2 separate regions of the Oryctolagus cuniculus genome follow, and region 2 is linked to region 1. A link is a contact called in public Micro-C data. All regions are on one chromosome and are shown on one strand. The core of a region is the stretch at or near the end of the contact, and the rest is flanking DNA. Distances in the headings are between cores, read along the strand shown. Region 1 has its middle 16 kb from the start of DLX3. Region 2 holds the start of ITGA3 (integrin subunit alpha 3).

What was found. A called contact is a pair of places that touch in the nucleus more often than the background predicts.
Region 2: a Micro-C map of ear pinna shows a contact between it and region 1, with 6 times the contacts expected there. The contact joins the promoter of ITGA3 here to the enhancer-like site in region 1. A contact is called at or near these places in 4 of 6 Hi-C or Micro-C datasets (ear pinna, psoas muscle, skin fibroblasts and 1 more).

The regions. Positions count from the first base shown.
Region 1 is chr17:25,998,012-26,003,481 of mOryCun1.1, forward strand. No RefSeq gene overlaps it. Among named protein-coding and RNA genes, the nearest start is that of DLX3, 16 kb to the left of the region's middle. Within about 2 kb of position 3,285, at least 1 of the 8 cell types and tissues checked has an H3K27ac peak or open chromatin away from gene starts, as enhancers often do.
Region 2 is chr17:26,034,061-26,039,530 of mOryCun1.1, forward strand. ITGA3 (integrin subunit alpha 3) reads left to right here and starts at 2,481. Exons shown (of 26, transcript XM_051825563.2): 1 at 2,481-2,686. The coding sequence starts at 2,481. It overlaps LOC103351549 (a long non-coding RNA gene), which reads right to left and starts at 4,696. Exons shown (of 4, transcript XR_011383503.1): 1 at 3,919-4,696; 2 at 2,898-3,035; 3 at 1,239-1,447; 4 at 229-1,061.

The sequences.
Region 1 (5,470 bases), core at 2,035-4,534:
AGCATGGATGAAAAGGAAATAAGAAATCATAGATAATGTCAAGTAAACCTGTTGTGTTTGCGCATTAAAGGCATAGATTCTATTGAATATAATAGTACTGTGTTTTGTATCTTTTTGTCTAGGATGTCTGGGTCCCAGGCCAGCTCTCTACACAGCTGGTCCCTCTCAGGTGAGGACGCCCGCTGCCGTCAGCAAGCCAGATCCAGGGTGGCACTTAGGGCTCGGAGAGCCAGTGATATCACCGGGTGCCCCCCATCTGCCCGCTGCTGCCTTTGCCCCCGGCTCGTGCTGACGTCACCCTCACCCGGCTCCCAGACACAGCCCTGCCCTCCGCCTCCCTGGGGACCCTGACTGAGCTCACAGTGGTGTCTCCTGAGGGAGTGGCCGAGCCTGCTCAGCGTGGGAGGCAGGCTGCAGGGAGCCAGCCCTGTCCAGCAGGCGTCCAGAGAGCGAGGCGGTTCCGGCCCAGGAAGCCGAGGGCTCCTTACCATAAGAGGGAATGGCTGCAGCGCCGGCCAGAGCTCTGTCTGCGCCAGCTATTACCCCTTTGGCGGGGAGCCAAAGTGCCTTCCGCGAAATCCTTTTGGACCAATCCCTGGAGCCAGACACACATACACCCGTTTCATCACTTCCCGGATCACGCTGAAATGATCTCTTGAGGTGACTTTCTGGCTGGCTGGCCAGGGAGCGCCCAAGGACAGGACCCACGCCTGCCTCCTGCTGTGTGCCCAGCACCCCGCCACAGCCAGGAGCGACACAGATGCTCAGGCCCCAGGGGCCCGCGTCTGCCTCGGCCCTCAGCCTTCAGGTCTGTGGTGCCTGCGCCCTCGGCCCTGACCCCAGAGCTCCGTGGGCTCCGGGCTTCTGGTCACTGCACAAGCAGCTGAAACTGCACGTGTCGGAGACTGGGCTCATCGCCTTCGGCCCTAAGCCGCCTCCTCCTCCTGCACGGCCCCCAGCACTGGTCACTTCACCTCCTCCGCCATAGCCAGTCAATCCCAGGGTTTTTTTATTTTTTAAGATTTTTTTTTTAATTTACTTGGAAGTGAGAGAAAGGGCAGGATTATCTGTCTGCTGGTTCACTCCCCAAATGGCCGCAATGGCCAGGGCTGGGCAGAAGCCGGGAGCGTGGAGCGTCCAGGTCTCCCACGTGGGTGCGGGGGCGCAGGCGCTTGGGCCATCCTCCGATGCCTTCCCAGGTGCATCAGCAGGAAGCTGGGCCGGAAGCGGAGCAGCTGCACAACACTAGGCCTCCTCGGTTCCTCTAAGTGCCCGTCCTCCCCACCCCTCCTCCCTGTCCTGCTCGGGCACCTGTGCCAGGTCTGCTCCCCACAGTGCTGGCCACGCAGGCCCCCTGGGAAGCCCCTCTGTGTTTCCCAGCCCCTTCCCACTCCCACCCACACATACCCTGCAGGCTCTGGGCCCACGGCTCTGCCCGGGCTCTCGGACTTCCACTCTACCAAGAGCCGGGTGTTGCCCTGGGAGGCCAAGCTCCCTGTGTGTCTACCTCTGGGCTCCTCTCCACCCTCCTCCCTTCACTACCCTCCAGCACCTTGCACTCATTCATCCATTCATTCATTCACTCTTTTCAGGGGGGCACCTGGCCCTGTGCCCACTCCTGTGCTCCACCATGACGTGACCTAGTATGGAGGAGCCCCATGGGTGGACGGACGGCCTCTACTTCCCAGCCTCTCCCTCTGGGTGCGAGACAGCCGCCATGGCGTCCCCTCGCTCTGGGACTCCAGCCGGAGCTTGTCGAGGTGTTGGCTCTTGGGAGGTGCTCCCCATTGTTAGCTGAGTGAGTCAGCAGATTGGCGACAGCGCCGGCTGGCAAACTTTGCACAGGGCCAGCGAGCAACTGCTTTGGACTTTGCAGCTCGTGCGGGATCTGCCGCAATGAGAAAGCAGCCCCAGACATGGCGGAACAAAATCGTATTCACGAGAGCAGGTGGCAGCTGATGCCGCTTGTGGGTCGGGGCCCTCCGATCCCTGAGCTACAGGCCTGAACTGTCCCCAGTCGGAAACGACTTCTACCCCATCCTGAGGGCTGCATGGAACCTGACCTCCTGTGCATTTCGTGTGTGTTTCCTCAGGAATCCGGACCTATCCAGACACAGACAACTGACAGAGGAGAAGTAGAAGTCAGGGGAGAAACCTGGGGTCGGGAGCCTGGGGGCCTGGACCCTTTCAGATTGGCCTTCCTGTCTGGGTGCGGGGAGAGGAACCCTCTCATATTTCTCTCTCGCGCGCGCGTGCTCTCGCTCTCGCTCGCTCTCTCTCTCTCCCTTCCACACACACACACACACACCTTGGGGGGCCTGAGTGTCCTGAAAAATAAGGTGATGTGGCCTGAGCCAGGAGGAGGGGCCAGGTGGGCCCTGGGTCCAGTCTATGGGCTGCACTCTGGGGTCCCCAGCTTGGGGCAGAGGATTGCCAAGCCCCAACAATACACCTGCAGTTAGTGCAATCGCCACCAGGTGGCAGGCCTGCCCACTGCCAAAGGCCTGTGGCCGCAGGCATCTCAGGTTGGCTGATGGATTTGTTTATTCAATCACCATTGATTTATTCACACGTCATTCATTCATGGTTTTTATTCCCCAAGCACTTCTGAGTCCTCCTAGGTGCCAGCAGGCGCTGTGCTAGGTGTGAGGAGGAAATGCACGGGGCCACGGCAGTGGTGGCGCCCTCTGCTCCGCAGCCGGCAAGAAAGTGCCGCGAGGGTCTCCCGGGGCCACTGGGGGTCTGTGGGGGCGGGACCTTCTGCGTGGGGGCAGGGGGGTTCCCCTTGCAGCCGTCGGGGACGCTGCCCCTTGCTCCGGCTTCTGCAGCGGGAGCCAGCGGGCCGAGGGCCCCGAGCGAGGTTTGGACCAGCTCCCAGCGCATCTCAGGTCGCCCGCAGCGGGTCTCAGGTGCAGCCGCACGGCGTCCCTGGGGCTGAGGTTTTCTCCATCTCCGTCTCCCTTCAACCAGGCCCAACCTCAAGCCACCAGTCCAGCCCCAGCCCCTTCCCCCACTTCCCTCTGCTGCGTGTGTTCTGGCAGCTTTTCTCCCAAGTGCCCAGCCCGACAGCAGACCCTGGGTACCCGGAACAGGTCCCCCCCCGGGGGGGGGGGCACAGCGCCTCTGTGCCTTCCTCGAGCCTCGTTCCTGCCCCTCAGCTCCACACAGTGCTTGCTGGCAGCACCGCGCCTGCGCTGTGGACCCTCACTTTAGACACAAGGCAAGGACCTCAGCTTGTTCATTGTCAAAGCCACAGACCTTGCCCGGGGCCTGGGACGTAGGCAGTCTCCACCAACGCAGGCTGAGTCACGGCCCCCCGGGAAGGTGGGCACCACCAGCAGGCCACGTGGATCTATGGGGAGGCAGGGACTGACCCACGGGAAGGCGGGGAGGGCGCTGTAGCGAAGCAGGTTGAGCATCCGCCTGAGGCACCGGCATCCCATTTGGGCACCAGTTCAAGTCCCAGCTGCTCCTCTTCTGATCCAGTTCTCTGCTCATAGCCTGGCAAAACAGTGGGAGACCTGGAAGAAGCTCCAGGCTCCTGGCTTCAGATTGCCCCAGCTCCAGCCATTGTGACCATTTGGGGAGTGAACCAGCAAATGGAAGACCTCTCTGTCTCTCCCTCTCTCTGTAACTCTGCCTCTCTAGTTAAATAAATAAATCTTAGGTGGGCTGTCCTTCGTAACAGCCCTAAATGGAATTGCAAGACCCCCTGACCTACCTTGGTGGGGACCACGGGAGCCGCAGGCCACTCTGGAAGGGCTGGGACACATCAGGGTAGGGGCACACCCACGAACTCGCTCTTTGGACAGGGGCCCCCGGTGGCTTCCTTGGCCAGCAGCCATGGTGCCCAGTCACCGCTCTGCCTGGCTTCCCTTCTCCCCTGCCTGCCCCAGCTTCCTGCTCCCCAGGCCTCATGCCTTGTGACTCACAGCGCAGCTCAGCTGGAAAACATCTGGCCATGCCCACAGCCCTGGCATCAGGCCCGTTTGCCCCACATGAGGCCCCCACCCCCAGGGGGCTCCTACCAGGCCCTCCACTAGGGTTGCATCCATTGACATCTTCTTCCCGCCTGGCAAATCCCACCGGTAAGGGGGGTGGGGGTGAGAGGCGTGGCGCCCCAGCCCCTGGGTCGTGCCAGGTGGAGTGGGAGCCCCATCCTATCAGCTCATACATTCCAGGCATTCCCAGTGGGCAGGGGGCGGGGCTGGCCGGAGGAGGAGGAATGCCGCTTGGCTCCGTACCCTACGCTTGGGTTTCTCCACTGCCCGGCCCGACTCCCAGGCCCGCACGCCTCAGCCCCACGTCCAGCTCCTCATCCTTTCTTTTGCTGCTCTGGGCTTCCTTCCCTTCCAGTTTCTCCTCCCTCGCTCGGGGCTGCCCTCTCTGTCATCCCTGCGGCGTGTGGGGAGACCAGGCCAGGGTGCTCCACAGGGCCTGTGTCCCTTTCGAACTCGGGCTCGGCCCGGCCTTGGCTCTGGACCCTCTCCCGTATATCTTTGTCCAGGACTTGCCCTCTCCGGCCACTGCCCCTCCCACTCCTGGGGGCACCGGCCTTGGGGTCTAAGGTGCTCCCGGCCTGGTGGTTTGTGGATGGCCTGCAGAGATTTCCCCCCAAAGCCTTCTGCAGACTGTGTGGGACTGCACTGGAGAGACAGCTCAATCCCGACCTGCACCTGCACCCTGGGCTTCTTCTCTTGCAGGTTGGGGGCACCTGCCGGTCCTCGTCATTCATCTTCTGTGGGCGTTGAGTCTGAGCTTGGATGAGGTTGTCTTGTTCCCAAGACACTCACAGGAGCATCCCTTTGTCCTCTGGCCACCTCCCAACCAAAGTGCAGTGGCTGAAGGAGAGCTGGGATCCAGGAACCCTGGGTTCTGATTCTGACTCTGCTGTGTGACAGAGGCTAGTCACTGCGCCCCTCTGAGCCTCAGCCTCGCTCCACTCTCCAAATGCCTGTAACAGCCAGAGCTGGGCCAGGTGGAAGGCAAGAGCTGAGAAGTCACTCTGTCTCCCACGTGGCCAGCAGGGACTCAACTGCGGGAGCCACAACCTGCCAGCTCCCAGCGTGCACAGTAGCAGGAAGCTGGAACTGGGAGTCTGTATGGGAACTTGAACACAGGCTCTCTAAATATGGGATGTGGACATCTTAACTGCTAGGGCACAAGCCTGCTCTCTCTCTCTCTCTCTTTAGGATTTATTTATTTATTTATTTGAAAAGCAAAGTTAGAGAGAGAGAGAGAGGCCTTCCATCCACTTGCTCACTCCCCAAATGGCCATAACAGCTGGAGCTGGGCCAATCCAAAGCCAGGAGCCAGGATCTTCCTCCAGGTCTCCCCTGTGGGTGCAGGGGCCCAAGGACTTAGGCCACCTTCTACAGCTTTCCCAGGTGCATGGGCAGGGAGCTGGAACCGGCACCCCTATGGGATACTGAAATGGCAGGTGGTGGGTTTACTTTCTACGCCACAGCGC
Region 2 (5,470 bases), core at 1,231-3,730, 35 kb after region 1:
TGGCCTGGATGTCTCCTTACCCTGATGTCATGGGCCACAAGGCAGACCATGAGGGAGGCTGGGTGGCTCTGGAAGTCACAGCTTGGGAACAAACACTGTCTTAAGGGCAGTCGGGGACAAGCATCCTCTTCCCAACCACCACAGAAAAAGCTGTTATCGCAGCTGCTTTTGTTTACACGTCTGGTTGTTGATCAACATCTGCCTGGAGTTTGTCTCTCTCTCTCTCTCTTTTTAAGATTTTATTTATTTATTTGAGAGGTATTGTTACAGACAGAGAGAAAGGTCTATCATCCGCTGGTTCACTCCCCAATTGGCGGCAACCGCTGGAGCTGGGTTGATCAGAAGCCAGGAGCCGAGAGCTTTTTTCAGGTCTCCCACGCGGGTGCAGGGATCAAAGGACTTGGGCCATCTTCCTCTGCTTTCCCAGACCATACCAGAGAGCTGGATGGGAAGTGGAGCAGCTGGGACACGAACCAGTGCCCACGTGGGATGCTGGCGCCACAGTAGAAAGCTTAGCCTACTACACCACAGCATTGGCCCCAGAGTTTGTCTCTTAGAGACAGTGCTGTGGCCAATGGTTTCCATCCCAGCCCTGCCTCCCATAAGCTGTGTGACCTTGGACTGTCCTGGGGCTCCATTCTTTGAAAGGAAATGAAGAGGGTGATCCTGACCTCCCTGGGAAGCTGGCCGGATGAAATGGGTCTGCCCAAGAAATGATTCACAAACTGGAAAGCGAGGCTGGGCCAGGTCCCAGGCTCTGACTCTGATCTCCTCAGTCTCAGTTCTGTATTCTGCTCCTTACAGGGAGCCCCAGGCTGCAGGAGAGGCCAGGTCTGTCAGAGCTCAGTTAGCAGGCGTGCTCCTGAGCAGCGTTCCAGGGGCCGAAACACGGGGTTAGATTCCTAGCTGAGGGTCCTTAGCCTGAGCCTTCTCATCTTGAAACACAAAGGACAGCTCCATGATTGCTGTGAGCCTTTAATTTATTCATATTTGTAAAGCACTCAGTTCACGCTGCATATGTGTTTAATCGATAGGATTTCTCTTACTATGATGGTGAGAAGCTAGAGAGAAAAGAAAAACGCTCAGGGAAAATGTTGCGCTGCAGTAAGAGACATCTATTGTACTTCAAAAGTACACAGTGACCTCTGGCAGCTCTTTTCTGTTTGATTCTTCTAGGAATAATGAGATCTTTGGGTGCCGCCCACCCACCTCCACCTGGCACCCCCCCCACTGCTCACCTGGGGGTGCTGTCTTCCTGCCCAGCAACCCCACCCTGGCTCAGCCTCAGCCTGAGCGAAGGAGTGGACCTTTGAGATTCTGCCGGCCAGTCCCTGAAGGCAGTAGTGGAGGAGAAACCGGTGCAGTTTGGGCCAGCTCTGGCCACACAGTTCCCGCTACGGAGGGACTCGTCTTCAAGAGTCGCATCCACCTTCTAGAAGCAGCAACCCTTAAGGGGAAATGTTATCATTTTGCTAATTACAATTAGCGATGTTTGATAATTACCACTACTAAGTATCTGTCTGGCTTCGCTGTGGAGCCAGTCCCAGCTCGAATCAGGAAGGTGGGGGCGGGTGGATCGCAGAAATAAATCTTAACAGAGACAGAGGAGGGGCTGGGTGCGGGGAGAGCGCCCAGAGACCGCCAGCCACCTCCTGGGCACTCACAGCGCTGCGGAGGCGAGCCGAGCGTTGCAACCAGCAGCGCGCGGGGAGACCGTTCTCAGATGCGCCAACGCCCGGCCTCTTCAGCCGGGACAGCAGAGGTGGCTGCGCCTGCAACGGCCTTTCCTAAGGCGGCAGCAGCCGCAGCAAAGCGGCGGGGCAAATCCCAGCCCCGGCCCCGCCCGTCCAACCCTTCTCGCTCCGGAGGCGACGCTTCTCGAGAGATTCGAGGGGCGGAGAGGGCAAACTCAAGCTTTTTGGGGCTCCCGACAGGTGTCTGAGGGAGAGGGCGGAGCCAGGAAGGAAGGATGAGGAGGGCGGGGCGGTGCTGCCCCTTTAAGAGGCGGTGGCCGCGCGGGGACCTTTTCTCTTTCCCCGGAAGGAAAGCGGAGTCCGGGCTGGGCGCGCAAGGTGGGGAGGTGCGGGGCTGGGCGTGGGGAAGGCGGGGCGCGCGCAGTGGGACCCCTCCCTCCCGGCCTCCCGGCCTCCCGGCGGTCGACTGATCTCCCCGTCCGGATCCGCCGCCCAGCCGGGATCGAAGGCGACAGCGCAGCCAAGGGGGCGCGGCCGGGACAAGCTAGGGGGCCGGTGACCCGACTGCGGGAGAGGCGATTGAATAGACCCGCGGACCTTGGAAGGGGATCGGAGAGCGCAGAGCCGGAGCAGACGCGAAACTGAGCGGGGCTGAGGGCGAGGAACGGATCCGCACTCGGAGGCGCAGCGGCGCTGCGGGCACGGGTGGCCTCGGCAGCCAGGGAGCAGGTGAACAGGTCCTCGCTCCGCGCGCTCTCGCCCCGGCCGCTGCTCCGGCTAGCAGCCATGGGCCCTGGCGCCCGCCGCGCGCCCGGCGCCCCGCGCCCGCTGCTCTGCGCGTTCGCTTTGATGGTGGCGGCCGGCGGCCGCGTCGCCTCCGCCTTCAACCTGGACACCCGATTCCTTGTGGTAAAGGAGGCCAAGAACCCGAGCAGCCTCTTCGGCTACTCGGTCGCCCTCCACCGGCAGACCGAGCGGCAGCAACGCTACCTGTAAGTGGGGCTGGCGGGGGTGGGGCGGGACGGAGTGAGCGCGGCGGGGTGCGGTGCCGGAGCGGGGTCGCAGCCCACTGGACCCCCCGACCCTTGTGAGCCAGGATTCTGGGGAGCGGATTTCCGAGCAGCCCCCCGGGCTGCCGAGCTTTGGCGGGAAGTGGAGGATTGGGCGTGGTGTGGGGGGCAGTCCTCACTGGCAAGTGCTGACCTGGCCAGAACCTGTCTAGACGCGGCCCCTCCACCCTTCAGATCTCTGCGAGCAGAAGTGTGGTCCCTGTTGCCTGAGCCCCCAGCCAGCGGGTGAACGGAGTGCCTAGCGCTGGCCTCTTCTCTCCAGGGCTGGGAGCTGGATAAACAAGATAAACACACCTAGTGCCCCTCCCCCTCCCGGGGAGAACCCACAGCACATGCATTTAAGCCCGCACCTCGCACTTAGTCTGCGGCCACGCGGGCCACGCCCTCTGCAGAGCCAGACGGGATAGCCTGCTCAACCGCCCGGCGGGCTGGTGCAGGGGGAGCGGGGAGCCGACGGCTGAGTCCGGCCGTGCGGCCATGCGGAGCTGTCCAGAAGCTCCTTCTGACCCCGTGAGCGCAGGGGCGTGGATGAGAGAGAGGAGCTGTCCCCATTGGGACTGCGCCTCCCAGCCGCAGGGGCGCTCTCCCACCAGACATCATCCCCGCATTCCACAGATTCATGTTGAATCGCAGCCCTGAGTGTGTTTGTTTTGGTTTGAAGAGGGAAATGGTGTTTTTCTTCTGTTCTCCTTCCCCGACAGCTGCAAAGGAGAAGGAGCTGGAAGGGCTCAGGGGAGGAGGGAAAGAGAGCATCCAGCTGCCTGCCCCTCCCCGCAGACTCCCTCCGTAGGGACCCACACCCGGGGGCATGTCCAGGCTCCAGGGCTTTCTCTGCTGTGGGCTCAGAGTGTGCTGAGGTCGGCAGCTGGGGGCAGGGCCGGGGGAGGGGGAGAATGAGGCTGCCCAGGCTGGGACAGTGGTTAGGACAGGTCCTGCAAGCCGCTTTGGCCCCTACCGGCCAGGTGACCCGACAGGTGTCTGTCTTCCCCTGGCCTCTGACCCCACCGAGCTGGAAGAAACCTCTCCCAGCTCCGGCTGGGGCCTGCAGAAGCTTGAGGAAGTTGGGAATGGTCAAAGTCCAAACTGCCCCAGCCCTGGCCTCTGCCCCGTCGGCCCAGCCCCTACCCAGCCTGCCTGCCCGGGTGCAGCCTCACCTCCATCTGGCTTCTGTGGAGGTGAGGGCCACCACACCCTTCCTGGTCTGACTCCTGCTGCTGTCTGGCTTCAGCAAACCCCGAACGACCATCGGGGCGATTCTCTGTGCCAGTGCTCTTCCTGCCCTGGCCCGCGAAAAAGATGTTCAGGCTGCTGGATAGGAGTTTGCAGGGTGATGAGCAGATCGGTCTGGGAAGGCAGCACACGCAGCGACTCCGAGGCCGCCCCTCCCCCCTTTACCATGTGACCTTGAGCAGCACACGTTCCTTCCCTGGGACAGTTTTTCCCAAAAAGGGTTTGGAGTTGGATCTCTGTCTCCTGCCCACCTCCGAGGGCCTGCAAGAGGCGACTTGGCATTGTGGAGGGCAAAGAGGCTCCCAAGTGCCACTGCCAGGGTCCGGTCGTGGGTCTGTCCCTGAGACTATTTCTCCTCTGAAGGGGAAAGGGGCTCGTTCTTTAGGGGCGCCAGTGGGGCTTTAATGGGACCATGTGTTTGAAATGCACTGCCCAGGTGGCCGTCTGGGCTCGCCATAAAGCGCTAGTTAAATACCTGCGCCCCTCATCAGATTGCCTCCATTCCATTCCCGGCACCAGAGGCCGATTCCAACTTTCTGTTAACGCAGACCCCGCAGGACAGCACTGGTGGCTCAAGTAGTTGGGTTCCTGCCATCCACATGGGAGACTTGGATTGAGTTCCTGGTTCCCAGCTTCAGCCCTCAGGCCATTAAGGGCATTTGGGGGAGTGAAATAGTGGATGGAAGCTCTCTCTCAAATAAATAAATTTAAATGATTTTTTTTATAAAGTACCTTACATATGCCCACTTCCCCCAGGTGCAGCTGCAGGCTCTGGTGCTGCAACCAGGACCTGGATGCACCCCCAGAACCCACGAGCTCCACCCGAGATGGCTGAGCTAAGGGCTTCTGCTTTTCTGCCTGGGCAGCTCGAGATGGCATTAGGCCTTCCAATTGCAAGAAGGTTAGAGCTCATGGACCTCCAAGAGGCAGGTGGTTCTAGAGAGAGTTTGGGGCCTCCCTGCATGGGCATCCTCAGTCTTTTTCCAGAAGTGGGTCTACCTCTAGGCTTACCTCCTTGGCTCACTGAATTCTGTACGCTGGCCCTGTGGGAGAGCCAAGGGGGCCAGCTGGGCTTGGCAGCAGCCAGCTGTGTAGCCAGATGTGAGCAGCTGCCTGGGTACACCGCGCCCGGGGGGGAACTAGCGAGCCAAGCTGTGGCCTCACGTTCTGTTGCTCTCAAAGTCCCTTTGGAAGGAGAACAGGCTTGTGAGTCTGGGGTTCATAGAAGGTTTTTAGGAAATGAGGGATCTTTGAGAGTAGAGGCAGAATCCTGTGTGTTTTGTTCCTTGTCCTGGAGCGGGAAGAGGGGAGAGCACAGCTTTCCTGTTCTCAAATCCCCACCCCGGGGTAGGGGGACCCTCTCTGCTGCCCCATCGCCTTCCTTCCCCACCCACATCATCGGGGGTTCCCGCCAATGCACGACCCAGTCCCCCATCCCTGGAAAAGAGGAGCATGGGGGAGACCAGGGTACTTTGG